Linked DNA regions of Rattus norvegicus: region 2 is linked to region 1. The links are chromatin contacts, called in public Hi-C maps. All regions are on one chromosome and are shown on one strand. Each heading gives the region's core, a stretch centred on a gene start, on an enhancer-like site or on the middle of the called end of the contact. The rest is flanking DNA. Distances are from core to core; before and after follow the strand shown.

What was found. A called contact is a pair of places that touch in the nucleus more often than the background predicts.
Region 2: a Hi-C map of psoas muscle shows a contact between it and region 1, with 1.9 times the contacts expected there. The contact joins the promoter of Ppif here to the enhancer-like site in region 1.

Annotation. Positions count from the first base shown.
Region 1 is chr16:1,098,617-1,105,255 of GRCr8, reverse strand. All of the region lies in intron 2 of Zmiz1 (zinc finger, MIZ-type containing 1), which reads right to left. Among named protein-coding and RNA genes, the nearest start is that of Mir3075, 5.9 kb to the left of the region's middle. Within about 2 kb of position 3,880, at least 28 of the 93 cell types and tissues checked have an H3K27ac peak or open chromatin away from gene starts, as enhancers often do.
Region 2 is chr16:1,261,225-1,268,558 of GRCr8, reverse strand. It overlaps Ppif (peptidylprolyl isomerase F), which reads right to left and starts at 4,558. Exons shown (of 6, transcript NM_172243.2): 1 at 4,338-4,558; 2 at 3,200-3,230; 3 at 2,633-2,721; 4 at 666-762; 5 at 1-46. The coding sequence starts at 4,529.

The sequences.
Region 1 (6,639 bases), core at 2,631-5,130:
GCTGGCATCCAGAAGCTTCTCTGCCTGACAGGGTGCTCCTGCTTCCATTTTGAGCTGAAGTGGGAAGGCAGGAGGATGGATGGTTCCAGGGTATTAGAAGAGGTATGGGTAGTGTGTGTGTGTGTGTGTGTGTGTGTGTGCGCGCGTGCGTGTGCGACACTGTGGGTAGAAGAGGTATGGGTGGTGTGTGTGAGTGTGTGTGTGTGTATGTGTGCGTGTGCGACATTGTGGGTAGAAGAGGTATGGGTGGTGTGTGTGTGCGCGTGTGTATGTGTGTATGTGTGCGTGTGTATGTGTGCATTTGCATGTGTGTCGTTGTGGGTATTAGAAGAGGTGTGTGTGTGTGTGTGTGTGCGTGTGCGTTTGCATGTGTGTCATTGTGGGTATTAGAAGAGGTATGGGTGGTGTGTGTGTGTATGTGTGTGTTTTCCTTTGACCTGGCTCAGTACACATGACAGACAGTATCGAGTGTCTAGGTGAGGACTTCATCTCTCCCACTTGCTGAGCTAAAATGGTGTTGGGCAAGGAACTTCTTGGGGACTGCTTTCTCATCCATCTGAGGGCAGCCCTTGAGAACCATCCTGTGCTGTAGAAGGGCATCATACGATTCTGCTGCAGTGCTAAGAGACGCTTAGCACAATATGTACTGCAGCCATAATAGGTACAGAAAAAGGGTCCTGTTCAGTGGAAGGCCCCAGACCCTAGAGATCCAGTCCCTTCCATGGCTGCCCCAGGAGCTGGTCAAGATTGTCTGTGCCAGGGTTGCTGGCTCCTGGAAGAAGAGCCCACTTCCTTTTCCACTGGATCAGACACAGGCTCGAGACAACCTCCAGACACACACTGGGCAGGGGTTTCCCTTTGTGAAGGCCACTCCCATGTACCTTAAGGATGCCACAGCTAACCTTTCCTTTTCTAGGGGCTGTGGTCTCCCTTAGAAGGGCACATGGTCCAGGGTGGCCAAAGAATGGGTCTTGGAACCCACGAAGGAACGTTTCACTTTCAATGCCATGGACCATAAAAGAAATTTTATCTCTTGCCTTTGCTTGTCACAACTCTACCCTATTGCTGACATGGGGACACTCAGGAGGGGCGGCACCCTACCCCTAGCTCTGGGACTTTCAACCTGGGGCATTAACAGCCTGGCAGAGGCTCTAAGAACAGCGCTGTAGGTCCTTGGTCTGAACCTACCATCTTAAACACGAGGAGGCAGGAACACGATGTATGAAGGAGCCTCTCTCTCTCTCTCTCTCTCTCTCTCTCTCTCTCTCTCTGTGTGTGTGTGTGTGTGTGTGTGTGTGTGTGTGTGTGTGTAAGAGGTAGGGAGCAGCTGAGGAGCCAGAGAGCCAATCTTGACTCATGAATAAGCAGCTGGTCCTTCCATCTGGAGCCATCGATGGATTAAGACCTGGATGAGCTGGCTTCAAACCCATGACTGGTACAGAAAGTTCAAGCAGCTTCAGCACTGGGGACTGTGTGTTCTCCACGACTTCCACCTCCACCCCAAAGCAATCACATTCCCTACTCAGCAGGCATCCCTTGAGGACGCTGGCCACATGTGCCTGGAGGTAGTGTCTGGAGCCCAGGCGTATAAACTCCAGACAAAGGAAAGCCCTGATCTTGTTAAGGTTCTAATGTCCTCCAGGCCTGGATAGAATCCTGCCTCTCTTGTGGCCTCAGTCTATATGGCCCTGAGCCTCAGTTTCCTCAATGGTGTGGCAAGGAGAGGGAAGGTATTATTGGGGATCCAGCCTTTTCTCCATGGGTGGCCAGTGAGACTGTCGGAGGCAACTGAAAGACTAAAGAAGAAAGGGTCATTGCACTTCACCAACTCAGCTTTCCCCGCCCACACCTCATTCGGTCAGTGCTGGCGTTCGTGTCCAGCATTTACCTCTCACCTTTTCCTAACCTGGTACGGTTGCCTCCCATTCCCTGAAACTTCCAGGTGGACAGCTGCTGGGGAGGAGGAGGATGTTTACTCAGTGCCCAGTTGGCTGGACAAACTAGGAGAAGAACACTGAGCAGGGTGCTGGGCAGAGAAGGGCATCCCCAACCTGCTTTACTGTGAATGGCCAGAAACTAGTTAGGCCTGCCTTCCTGGGTGCCCTAGGCTTAGCCCTGGAGGGTGCCAGAGTGTTCTAGCCTCTGCATCTTCCTGCACCATGAATGTGATATCAGCTCCTCCATCCCTCAGCCGGGGCACACCCAGTACAGGTTGGCCTTCCTGTCCTGGAGGTTCCTGTGATCCCTAGAAGTGAGCCTGCCAAGCCTTCTTGCAGGCGTAAGGCGCTCTTCTCTGCAGAAGCTGGGACCCCGTTCTTTTGGGAGAGGCTGTCATCCCAGCAATTTGACACAGCCAAGCAGTGTCAGGGTGAGGAGTGACACCCTCATCTGCCCATCCATTCTTAGGACTGACAGAACACACATTCTGAGGGCCTGGAAGGCACAAGGATATCGCTTGAGGTAAGTAGTCTCTTCACGTTGCTCTAGCACTTAATACAAGGCTTTTGCAGACAACCCAATATTACGGTGTGAATGTGTCCCCACAGTCTATGTGTTCATGGCTTGGAGGTGGGGCCCTCACGATGGCATTAGTGGTGTCACAGAAGAGCTCAGCTTTGCTATGCAGCACCCTCTACTTCACTGGGACGCTCTCAGCTAACAGTATACATTAGGACTCCCCAGTCTCCAGAAATGTGGGCCAAATAAACTCCTATTCCTTCTAAACTATCCAGTCTCAAGGAGTTCGCCATCGCAACAGAGACAGGGCAAGGCAAGGACTTAGTTGGACGCAAAGAAGCAGTGATAGCTACAGTGTTACGGGCTATGTGTGGATTAAAGGAAGTCAGCTGACACATGGTGCTTACTGCCCACACCCAGGCCTGGGCTAAAGATACGGTTTATACATATGAGCCCACTGTGAACACACTCACCACCACCCCCCCCCCCACACACAAAGCAATTCTATGAGATGGGCATTGTCATTCTCATTGCACAAATGAGGAAAAATGGGCTCAGATACTAGAGGCCACTTGCTTAGGGTAAGAAAGGAGCCATACTGGACTCAGTACTAGCTTTAGGCTCTGTGAACTGAGTCTACTGGACTGTCAACTCAAGGGTTCTTGGGGAGAGTAAAGAGGAAAGCCACCAGAGGCTACCCAAACCAGAAGTGCTACAAGTTACACCCAAGGACCTGCCTTCACTGGTCTGAGGCCATCATCACTCAAAACTGTCTCTGGAGTCTTCCCCGAGGCCAGGGCTGAGAGCTCTCAAGTGTCCATGGTCACTCAATTCCACTGTGAATAGAGCTCAGGGATCAAGGGCACCACACCAGGTTGGGAAATCAGGGGGCCTGGAGCCAAGCCTCCAGATTCCCCGACCTGGGTTGTTTTGAGCTTTTGGGCACAGCCTTGTCCTATCCAGAGAAGCAGCCCACATACGTGGGTGAGAAAAGGCAGCCAGCAGGAGAAGCCAGCCCAGCATGCAGTCTGATGACACACAAGCCCAGCCATATTGACTCATAACCATGCATCCTGTGACTCCACCCACTACCAGTACTTTTGGGTTGTAACCAAAACTCGGTGCAGCAGCCAGAGTGCCTCCCACAAAGAGCAGAGAGCCGTGTGTGTGTGTGTGTGTGTGTGTGTGTGTGTGTGTGTGTGTGTAACAATGGGCTCCACCTAGGCGTGGGTGGGGCAGGGAGACACCCAAAGGAAGAGGTGAGGGGCATAGTGTTAGCCTGGGACAGCTACACCAGTCCACAGAAGAGACCGAGGCTGGCCTGGCCCTCTATTTCTGGCATCCACTCAGGTTAGCTTTGTCTCCTCGTGACTCAGGGGCCCTACGTTCAGTGCACATGCAGGCTTTTCACTGCCAATCTCTCTTCCCAAGAACTCATGACTCCTCAGTCTAAGAATGTCAGGGGCTCTGTATAGTCTTCCCTCTCCACGGCTGTTCCTGGGAAAGCTCTGGTCCCCTTGGTCAGACTTGCAGGGATCACCCAGCAAAACCAAGCAAGGACAAAGGTTCCGTAAGGCCAGGTTGGCAAAGTGGCTCCTAAGGCTGAGGGGCTTCTGTGTTAGGGACTTCCCCTCTGTTCATTAACTGCTACATGAGTTCAAGGTGCACCACCCCCTCTCCCCAACCTCCCTTATCCCTTCCAAGTCTTAACCATTTTCCTTGGAGTCCTGACCTTGGGACCAGACACCCATATACACATTGAACTTGCCTGGTGGCCACCCAGCTTGAGGTGTTTTAGGTATCTGACAGGAGGGAGGAGAATGGGTTAGAGGACCTTCTTGAGGTACACACACACAGACACACACACTTACGCATGCCTACACGTACACACCTATACACATACACACACTTTCTCTATCTCACACACACTCACACTTTCAGAGCCACTGACCTGACACCACCTGCCTGTGAAAGGCAGAGCTCAGACACGGTCCACCTGCTTGTCTGGGAGATGGAAAACGGCCCCTCCTCATGCTCAGGGATGTGTGAGGGGCTTGTGAGTGGTCACCCAAGTCCAGCTGTTCTCACCAGTCATTAGCTTACCCTCTGCCAAGGGTTTTATTTCACTGACTGCTTACTCTAGGCAGAATGTCTACTCCTCCCTGGCTCTTTACAGATGATGCCCAGAATGGACAAGTGACTTCCCTGGGGGGGACCACCAAACCAGGGTACATCCTGGACAAAGAATCTGGAATCTGGGTCTCTGGCTTACAGGCCTGCCCTGAGGTTTCTCCTGTGGGCCTGAAGGTCAGTGGTTGTCTGAAGGAGCCCAGTCATGCACATGTAGGGTGAGATCTTGGCACAGGGAGAGAGCCTCTACCCATGGGACAGCATGGGAGGAGTGAGAGCAGGTCAGGGTTGGGGCATGCCTTCCTTTCTCAAGAGGGTAGGATTCTTGGTGGTGGCTCCCACGGGAATAGGAGATGCTTCAGTCGGGAAGCCTGGGTGGGCCAAGGTAGTGGTTGGGTAGGGTTTCCTGTGGGGGTGACCTGTGTGCCTGTGGCCCTGGGGACAGGACATGCTTCATTGTACTTCGTCTCTGGGCTAGACCCATCCTCCCACTTCCCCTGGCTTCCTGTCCCATCAATTCCACCGGGCCCAGGGGAGAGGGAGGGCCTCAGAGGCTGCTTCAGAAAGCCGATGCTTTCTAGAGGGAGGATGGACTAGGACGCCTGGTAGGCTCGGCCACCATGGCCTCCAACCTCTGAGACTCTGAGCATTTGGTCTTGGCTGACAGGGCCTTTAGGAACTGGCTTTGCCACGCGCTGACAGGTCAGACCCCCTGAGTGGTACAGGGGAAAAGGCCCATGGAGTCACACAAGCACGCTCTTGACTTTACCAGTGTAGGTGACTCCAGCCAATTCTCTATGGCTCACAGGAGCTGGGGATAAACCTACCCAGGCTGGGGGTACAGTAAAAGGGAAGTTAATGGCCTGCTCTGGGAGCTTGGGGGATATAAACACATATCCTAGGTCCCCCTGGCTCCTCATTGCTCCCCCAGCCAATGCTAGACTCCTAGCCAGCCTCTAGGCCTACAGCCCTCTTCTGTTCTCCTGTTTGTACGAGGTAGCCCAAGTAATTCCCAAACAAGAGTTAGCCCCAGCTGGCCTCCTGGTTCTGGAAATCCTGATGGGGGGAAAGTGCATCTGCTGAGTTTCGGCAGAACTGATATGAACCACACACTGGCTGCCACTTGTGGACAAGAGGCCGGATCTAGACAATTGGGACTTCTGAGGCAGGAAGCTTGGGAGGGGCTGAGAGTTGCTGAAGGCCAATGGTCTGTGGCCTCAGACAAGTGGGGTGGAGGATAGAGGTCAGACTTCAGCCTGGCAGGTGGCCAGCACACTAGAGCTACCAGATGACTGTGGGCAGTGGAAGCCCAGACAGCAATGTCGACTCTAGCCTTGTTACCCTGTGCCCGCCCTGTTCAGCACCCATATTCACATGTGACCAGTAAAATGGCAGCTCCCAGCTACACTCCTCTAGATTTTCTCTGCAGAGGCTCCCATTTAACTTCTTTGTGCTGAACATTGTACCCCTAAATGTTATCAGGGCTAAGTCTGGCGATGATGCCCTGCACACTCTGAGGTGGCCCTTGGGACCTCCTCATCTTGATACCCAGTGCTGAGTGTCCGTCTCCCTCCTAGAGCCCAGGTGCTGTATATCAGTTCCTACACACAGCTGCTGCTTCTAATGTGCCTTGCCTCCTGGAACCCTTTGGCCTGTCTGGGAAGCTGCCACTGATTTGGCCATTAATACCTTTAGGGCTGGATTTCCTGGAACACGGGGCTGGCAAGGACACATGCCAAGAAATGTTTGTCAAAGAAAGGAGAGAGGGAAGAGTCAGCCAAGAAGGGGATATAGGCAAGAACACAGGTAGCTCACCAAATAGGACGGACGGACTGACTGACTGACTGACTGACTCACTCACTCACTCATGTTGTTCTGGGCCTGGGAGAATGCATGGTTCCTAGAAAGACGGGTGAACGTGGCAAAGACCAAGTGAGGCCCATTTCAGGGCTGTCTTGTCCCGCCTGGAGGGTTCATAGAAGAACCCAGATGTTCAGAGGTCATCTTGGCCTGCATTATCTGTCAGCTGCAGGTAGTTGCTCTGGCTTTACC
Region 2 (7,334 bases), core at 3,309-5,808, 160 kb before region 1:
TGAGAGCCATTGGTGTTGGGGCCTGCGTTTGCCATGGACAGGACACCTGTAAGACAAGCAGAGGTGAGCTGTGTCACCCACGAGGCACCTCACCTGAGACGCTGCTCAGAGAGCAGGTGGCTCACACTCCATCAAGGACGTGAAGCGACAGGTCCTGGGACCAGAGAACCACTGCTGACACACTTCCTGGAGCTTGTGCACTTTAGTGCCAGCTAGCTCTCAAAGGGGGACGCCGGGGTGGAAAGACTTCAGGGGTCTCGGAGGGAGCTGATTGGAACCCCAGCTATGACTTCTAGACTCTCCCACACTCTGCCTTGGGTTTTACTCAAAGACTCCCCAACCAAGTTCCCACAGGGAAATCTGTTTTTCTTTGTTGAAACAAGTCTCACTGTGCAGCCCAAGATGGTCCTGACCTTTGGATTCTGCTGCCTCAGCCTCCTAAGTGCTAGAATTACAGTAGAAAAAGTCTGGTTTTGAGAGAGTTATGAATGAGAAAGTTCTAGAGAAATCCAATTAGCTAGAAATGAGAGCTGCCTAGATGCTAACAGGAGGAGGACGACAGGATGGATGCCGGGCAACTGTGGACCACAGCTTCTCTGGGCAGCAGCAGCACCCAGATGGGATGCAAAGGCCAAGAGCACTGGGAAGGGCTCAGTCCCACATACCTGGTCCCACGTGCTTCAGTGTGAAGTTCTCGTCAGGAAAGCGGCTTCCGTAGATGGACTTCCCTCCCGTGCCATTGTGATTGGTGAAGTCGCCAGCCTACACACAGAATGCCTTGTAACTAGTTACCACACAGCTGGCAGACGGGCAGTGGGCACCCTGGGAAGGCTGCCCTCAACACTCTCAAGGCCCACCCTCGGGCGACAGGGCCAACAACTATTCAGTGACTAAGATAAACTGGGAAAAACTAGAACCAAGCCCCTGTGTCTGGAACCACACTGTAATAAGCCTGGTTTCCGAGCAATAGGTTTCTAATCTGAGCTAGTGTTTTCAGTGAACCTCAAGAAAACGTGCCTGTGGGGTTCAGATTCTCAACCCACAATTCCTAAGAGGGCCACAAGCAGGTGAGAGGGGTCCTGTTCTCAGAGCCGGGCTGGAGGAGACCAGTTCCCGGGCTGAACCCCATTCTTTGCACCAGCATGCCCCTCCCAAAGCCCAAGTTTTGTAGACTCATGGGCGCTGGATGAGCCATGGGTGCTGGGTGGCCCATGGGCGCTGGGTACTTCTCTCAGAGCCTGCTGGGTGTTGGAGGATGTTTTGTGCACTGTACTGAGCTGCCGATGTCTGTACCCAGATTCTGGTTGCAGTCTGGATTTTGGTATTGCCATTATTATGAAATGTCTGATTCAGGCTTTGTAAACACCATGCCCCGCCTCCTTCTGATGGACTAAAACAAAGATCTGAGCAGCCTACAGCTCGGCAGAAGAAAAAAAGGCAACTTGCTGCCCAGAGAGAGGGAGAGGGCCTCAGCCAGGACAAGGGGAGTCGCCATTGGGACACGAATGAAGAGAGAGGGGCCAGGGTGAGACTGAGGTAGCACGTAACAAGCCACACACCTGGGAAGTAGCCTAAGGCCAGCACTGTTGTGTTAGAATAGCTCAGAATCTGACTAGTTATACTGCCTGAAGCTTTAATAAATATATAGATTTCCATGTCATTAATCGGAGCAAAGAATAAATAAGCCCCAACTTTTACAGCCCAGGCAGCCTAGGAAGGACCTATATGCAGTTCTTTCCCGGAAGAGTACAGGAACACTTCTATCTATGCCCAGTTGTTGGCCATGGCCATACTGTGGTTTCTCTGAGACAGGACCCTTAAATGGGAAGAGTGAACCTTGTCCAGCTAAAGCATCCACTGATACCAATAAGGTGTCCCCAGTCACCTCGCCTGTGCCTCCAGAGGCCACCATGGCAAGCCATAAAGAGCTCTCCCAATTTGCAAGTCCCTTCCTGAATCCAGTTACTCTCAGTTCCCTACCTCACCCACCAACTCCAGGTGGAGCTGGGAGCCTCTGTAGCAGGAAGGTTATAGGGCTTGACTGGGTTTAGCCATAGCGACAGCCCTGCCTGCCGCCCTGCCTCTCCTTCACTTTGTCACACCCAATGGGTAACCAAGCATTACAGAGTGACAGTAGGCACAGTCCCAACCCACTGCTGCTTGGTTACAGTGGAGAGAAGAGCATAGGCAGAAAGGACTCCAGAGAGGCCATGACATCTATGCTTGCCTCCTGGTCTCCACACATCAGCCTCCGACCTTGAGTCTGCCCGTGAGGTTTTTGTTGTCAACACCTAGCCTGAAACCTGATGCAGCATGTTTGTAAAAAAACTGGAAGAAACTAAAGAATGTGTTCACTTAGCCAAGAAAAGGCCCTTCGCTGGCAAGGCCCCTCCAGGTTCTAGCATATGTAAGACAGACTTAGCCATCTTATCCCCACCCCCTCTTCTCCCAGGCCCAGTGCTCAAGGGCACAGGGAATACCAAGATTAGAGGCGGTCTAACTCTGATAGCCCTTCAAAGCCTCAGGGTCAACCCCCACCAGCAGCCCTCCACTGTGTCCCCTCCATGCCCCAGGGCCCAGCTTGCTTGTCAGTGATCCCGATCAGTCACAGCAGAGGCTGTGCTCCTGTTACCTGGCACATGAAGGCTGGGATGACCCTGTGGAAGGTGGAGCCTTTGTAGCCAAAGCCCTTCTCACCAGTGCACAGGGCTCTGAAGTTCTCTGAAGAGAGAGAGAGAGGAGGGGGGAGGAGGGAGGGAGACAGGCGGGTTAAGAGCAGGCCAGCCTTCCCTGCCAATCCCCCAGGTTCGGTGTGTGTGGAAAGACCCTGCCCCTCCTCTGGACTCAACTCCTGATCACATAATTTCCTGCCTTGAGCCAGTAGCAAGTGCTGTGGCTTGAATCCAAGCGCTAAGCTGTGCCAGTCAGGGTAACAGGGTGAGGAGCCCAAAGACTATACCCTGCCCTGTGCTGCCATGCAGAAATGGGGGGGAGCTTACATGGGGCTTCCCCTGGTTATGGGCTGTCTAGCTACTCTTGGTCTGGTTAGCAGAGCTGACAACGAGGTCCAGAGAAGGACAAAAGGCTGCCTTAGGGGTACCTATCAGCTATGCCTAAGTTGAGATACCCACACGTCACAGTCTGTTCTAATTCAACCCCGAAGCCTACCAGCCTTGGCTGGCTCACATCTGGGCCTTACCTGCTGTCTTTGGCACGACATCTGCCTTTAACTACAGGGAAGAAAAAGAACAGAAAAGGACGGTCAGTCGAGAAGCAGGTGCAGGGCAGAGCCCCCTCGAGGTTCACACCCAGAGGCCAGGGCATCAGGACCATTCCTCTCCATGCCCACTGACTCTCCTAGGAACAGCCAAGAAAGCTATCATCCCTGGCAGCTGCTTCCTGAACCCAACCAAGGCTTGCCTGAGACGGCCTCAGTTTCTTATCAGAAGAAACTACTGTCATCCTGGCCCACTTCCGGGACAGAATTGTCAACTGGAGGTCCTCAGCAGGAGTCCCTGGACCAAGAGTATCATCAGGACCAGCTGATGTTCCTCAGTGCAGGGGGAAACTGAGGTCCCCAGAAGGAAGGAGCAGACAGTTGAGGAATGACAGACAGGCCTCATCCAAGCCTGACTCTTGGCTTCTTTTAAGAATCCCTCTTCACCAAATGGGGTTGGGGAGATGCTCCTCATTCTCCAAAAGATGAAACTGAGGCATAATAATAAATATTGGCCACACACACCCCCTTCGCAAATCGGGCAGCCAACACTAACTGGTACCTTTGTTCAAGCCAAAAGGCTCCTAGAGCCTCCTCCTGATATTTTGACTGTTTCCTAATTTTCTCTTCAAGGGTCGAACAGGAGCCATTGTTGAACGTGGACCTCAAAGAGTGGAGAAGCTTGGGCTCCCAATTCAGAACCTTCTCATTCATTCCATGTGCCTCCTCTTAGGTAATCAGGCCTTGGGGGCGGATCCCGAGTGTGCTCAGGCCAACAAATGAGCACCAGGCAACACCTGGACCTCAGACACCCACCTGAGCTCTGGGTCCAACCTTGGACGCAGACGGTTCTAGGAAGCCCAACGTCAGTCCTGGCCGGTCAGTGGGCTGTCACTCAGTACGATCTGACCTTGACCTTTTCCTCCACACTAGCCCTCCCTCTCTCTTCCATATCACCCTCCCCCCCCCCCCCATCCTCCAGGGTTTTGAAATGCCCGGAAACGGACCAAGTTGATGCCGCTTCTTCTGAGAGAGGGAAACTGAGGCCCAAGGTCATCCGGTGTGCCAGGCACAGTACGGGGCCCGGGAAGTCCAGGTTTTCCCTACGGCCAAGTCTCACCTCCAGCACCACGCGGCCGAGCGGCTGTCCGTCGGCGCCCACGTCCAAGTACACGAGCGGGTTTTGGGAGGAAGAGTTCGCGCCTCGGGCTCCGCCGTCGCTGCAGGTACGGGTCGTGGAGAGGAGGAGCGGCGCGGAGCGCGGGCCGGAGAGCAGACCGAGCAGGCGGGGACCGCAGCGCAGAGCTAGCATCGCTGTCACGGGTCGGGCGAGGGCGCGCGGAAGAACTCAGAGCAGACACAACAGAGGTCGTACGACCCAGGAAGCGATACCTAGGCCGCGTGCCATCGCCTTTATTGGTCCTCTGGCTTCGAGACCACGCCCCTACACGCCTCCGTCACGCCCCCTCAGAACTGGTTCTCTAGTGTCCCCTGCTGGTTGCATCTGGCAGCGCAATCAGTTCGTGCTTTGTGCCCCATCCCGTAGCCCCACGCGCGGAACCGGAAGTCATTTGAAAGAGCCTCTAGACCAAGAGAGACACTGATCCTGAGAGTCAGAAAGACGTGGGAGGCTCTGAGGTGGATCAGAAAGGGAGAGATAACAGAAAGAACAGAGAAGTAAAAAAGATACGACACCCACAAGGTGACCGACCTCAGGCCTCCTGCTCCAGGGCTGAATGTCTCGTTTTGCCTCTAGAGATCAGTGCCTTGGCTAGAGGACTGAAAATACAGTTTGCCCAATCAATAGTGCATCTCCCAGGCCTCAGTCCCAGGGTGACCTCTCCTCTCCAGCCCACACTGACAACCCTTGTTTGTCCCTATCACTTCCAGCCAGGCCAGGAAGATACTGGGCTAGATTTACACCCACTAGAACTCACCTGGAATACACCTCCTTACTGACTGCATGCACCTGCAAATAACTTCTTAAGCAACCATTCTGAACGGATGCCGGGAAGTTGACAGTGTGTGATACAAAAGGAAAGGAGCCTGCAGCAGAGCCACAGCCAGGGATTTAAGCCCTTGTGTTCGGGGCACAGCAGCAGCCTGGGAAGCGAATGAATGCCAGCAAGTGGGGGCATGTGAGCCAAACCCGATACTCAGTTAGGAAACTGAGGCTCAGAAAGAGAAGAAAGCTCTGACCAGGGCTAGAAAACCCTGATTGGGCCAGTCCTTCTGCAACCAAGGAAGTTATGAGAAACTTATCTTGCTTTTAACTCATACCTATTCAGGGGATAAATAAACTTGAGAGAGAGAGAGAGAGAGAGAGAGAGAGAGAGAGAGAGAGAGAGAGAGAGAGAGAGAGATTTGTTAACTGTTAAACACTGCTCTGTGGACAACAGTGACGGGCATAGCCTAGACTGCATACTCAGGGTATGGATTCAGAGCATAGGGGGGACTCTCCACTGCAAGATCTCAAAGTCCTGAGAGACTGGAGAAGGGGAGGAGCTGAGAGACTGAGGAGCAGGGGAGCCACAGATGGTACAGTGTTCCCTCCTCTACCTGACTTCCTTCATGTTCTATCTTCCAGCTCGTTAGCGAACACATTTCACTCCCCTTTGTGTGAACCAAAGACAAATTCTGTCTTTACCACAGGCTGGATTCTGGTGTCTGTCTGTCCTTCCTGTCCTGCCCTCAGTGGTCTCTGTATGCAGCTAAGCATATGCCCAGCCCTGAAGACACTGGGCCCCGCTGAGATACATACTCTGCTAGCTCCCCAGCAGCTGATAGACTGGGTCATCTTCAGGGGTTTCTCCCCAAACTGCCCAGGGGCTTCTTATTCATGAGTACTGACAGTTGATGTTCCCTGGGACCCTGTGACAACATGCTTGGAATTCATAGAGCCAAGAAGCAGTCAGGAGAGATTGGGATCACACTTGGGTTCTGGAGTTGCAAACTCAGGTGCCCGTAGGTGCCAGGAGTAATCTGGGCTGGCAAAGGCCAGAAGTGGGTAAAAGATAAATGCTATCTGAGTGGCTGGGGCATGCTCCCACTCTCGAGGCTCCATAGGTGGGAACCTGGGAGCAGCTAGCTAGGCCGTCACATCATCACATAGGAGCAGAACACTTGAAGTTTCCAACAACTTAAAAATTGTGTGTCTCTGTGAGGGTACGCACACATGAGTGCAGGTGCCCACAGTGGCCAGAAAAGGACATCAGATCCCCTGAACAACTGTAAGCTACCTAATTTGGGTGCTGGAAACTGAACTTGGATCCTCTAGAAGAACAGCAAATGCTCTTAATGATTGAGCCATCTCTCCAGAACCCCTCTTAGAGATCAGAGTTTCATGTAGTCCAGGCTAACGTCAAGCTTGCTGTTTAACCAGTGATGACCTTGAATTCCTGACTCTCCTGTCTCCCTGATCAATGTTGGGATTATAAATGTGCACCACCATACCTGGTTTAAATGGCGTTGGGGGTCAAACCAATGGCTTCATGAACGGTACGCCAACACTTTACCAACTGAGCCACATCACCATGGTCAAAATCTAACTTCTAAGAATGTTGGAAACTATTTCCTCTCTCTTTTTCTTTTCTTTTCTTTTCTTCTCTTTTCTTTTCTTTTCTTTTTCTTTGGTTGTTTGAGACAGGGTCTTGCTGTATAGCTCTAAATGCCTGTAATTCACTAAGTATATCTAGTTGGCCTTGAACATACATCAATTTTCCTGTTTGTGCCTCCCAAGTACAAGGATTCAGGCATTTGCTTAGGAATTAATTTTACTATAAGATTTAATAAGAAATGAGCCATGGAAAACATATCCACCACATATCCACACATATCTGCCACATATCCATATATCTATCACATATCCACATATCCACTACATATCCACATATCCACCATAGATCCATCACATATCCAACATATATCCACCACATATCCACACATATCTGCCACATATCCATATATCTACCACATATCTGCCACATATCCACATATCCACCACATATCTATCACATACCACCACATATCCATCACATATCCACCACATATCCACATATCCATCACATATCCACACATATCCACCACATATCCACCACATATCCACACATATCTACCA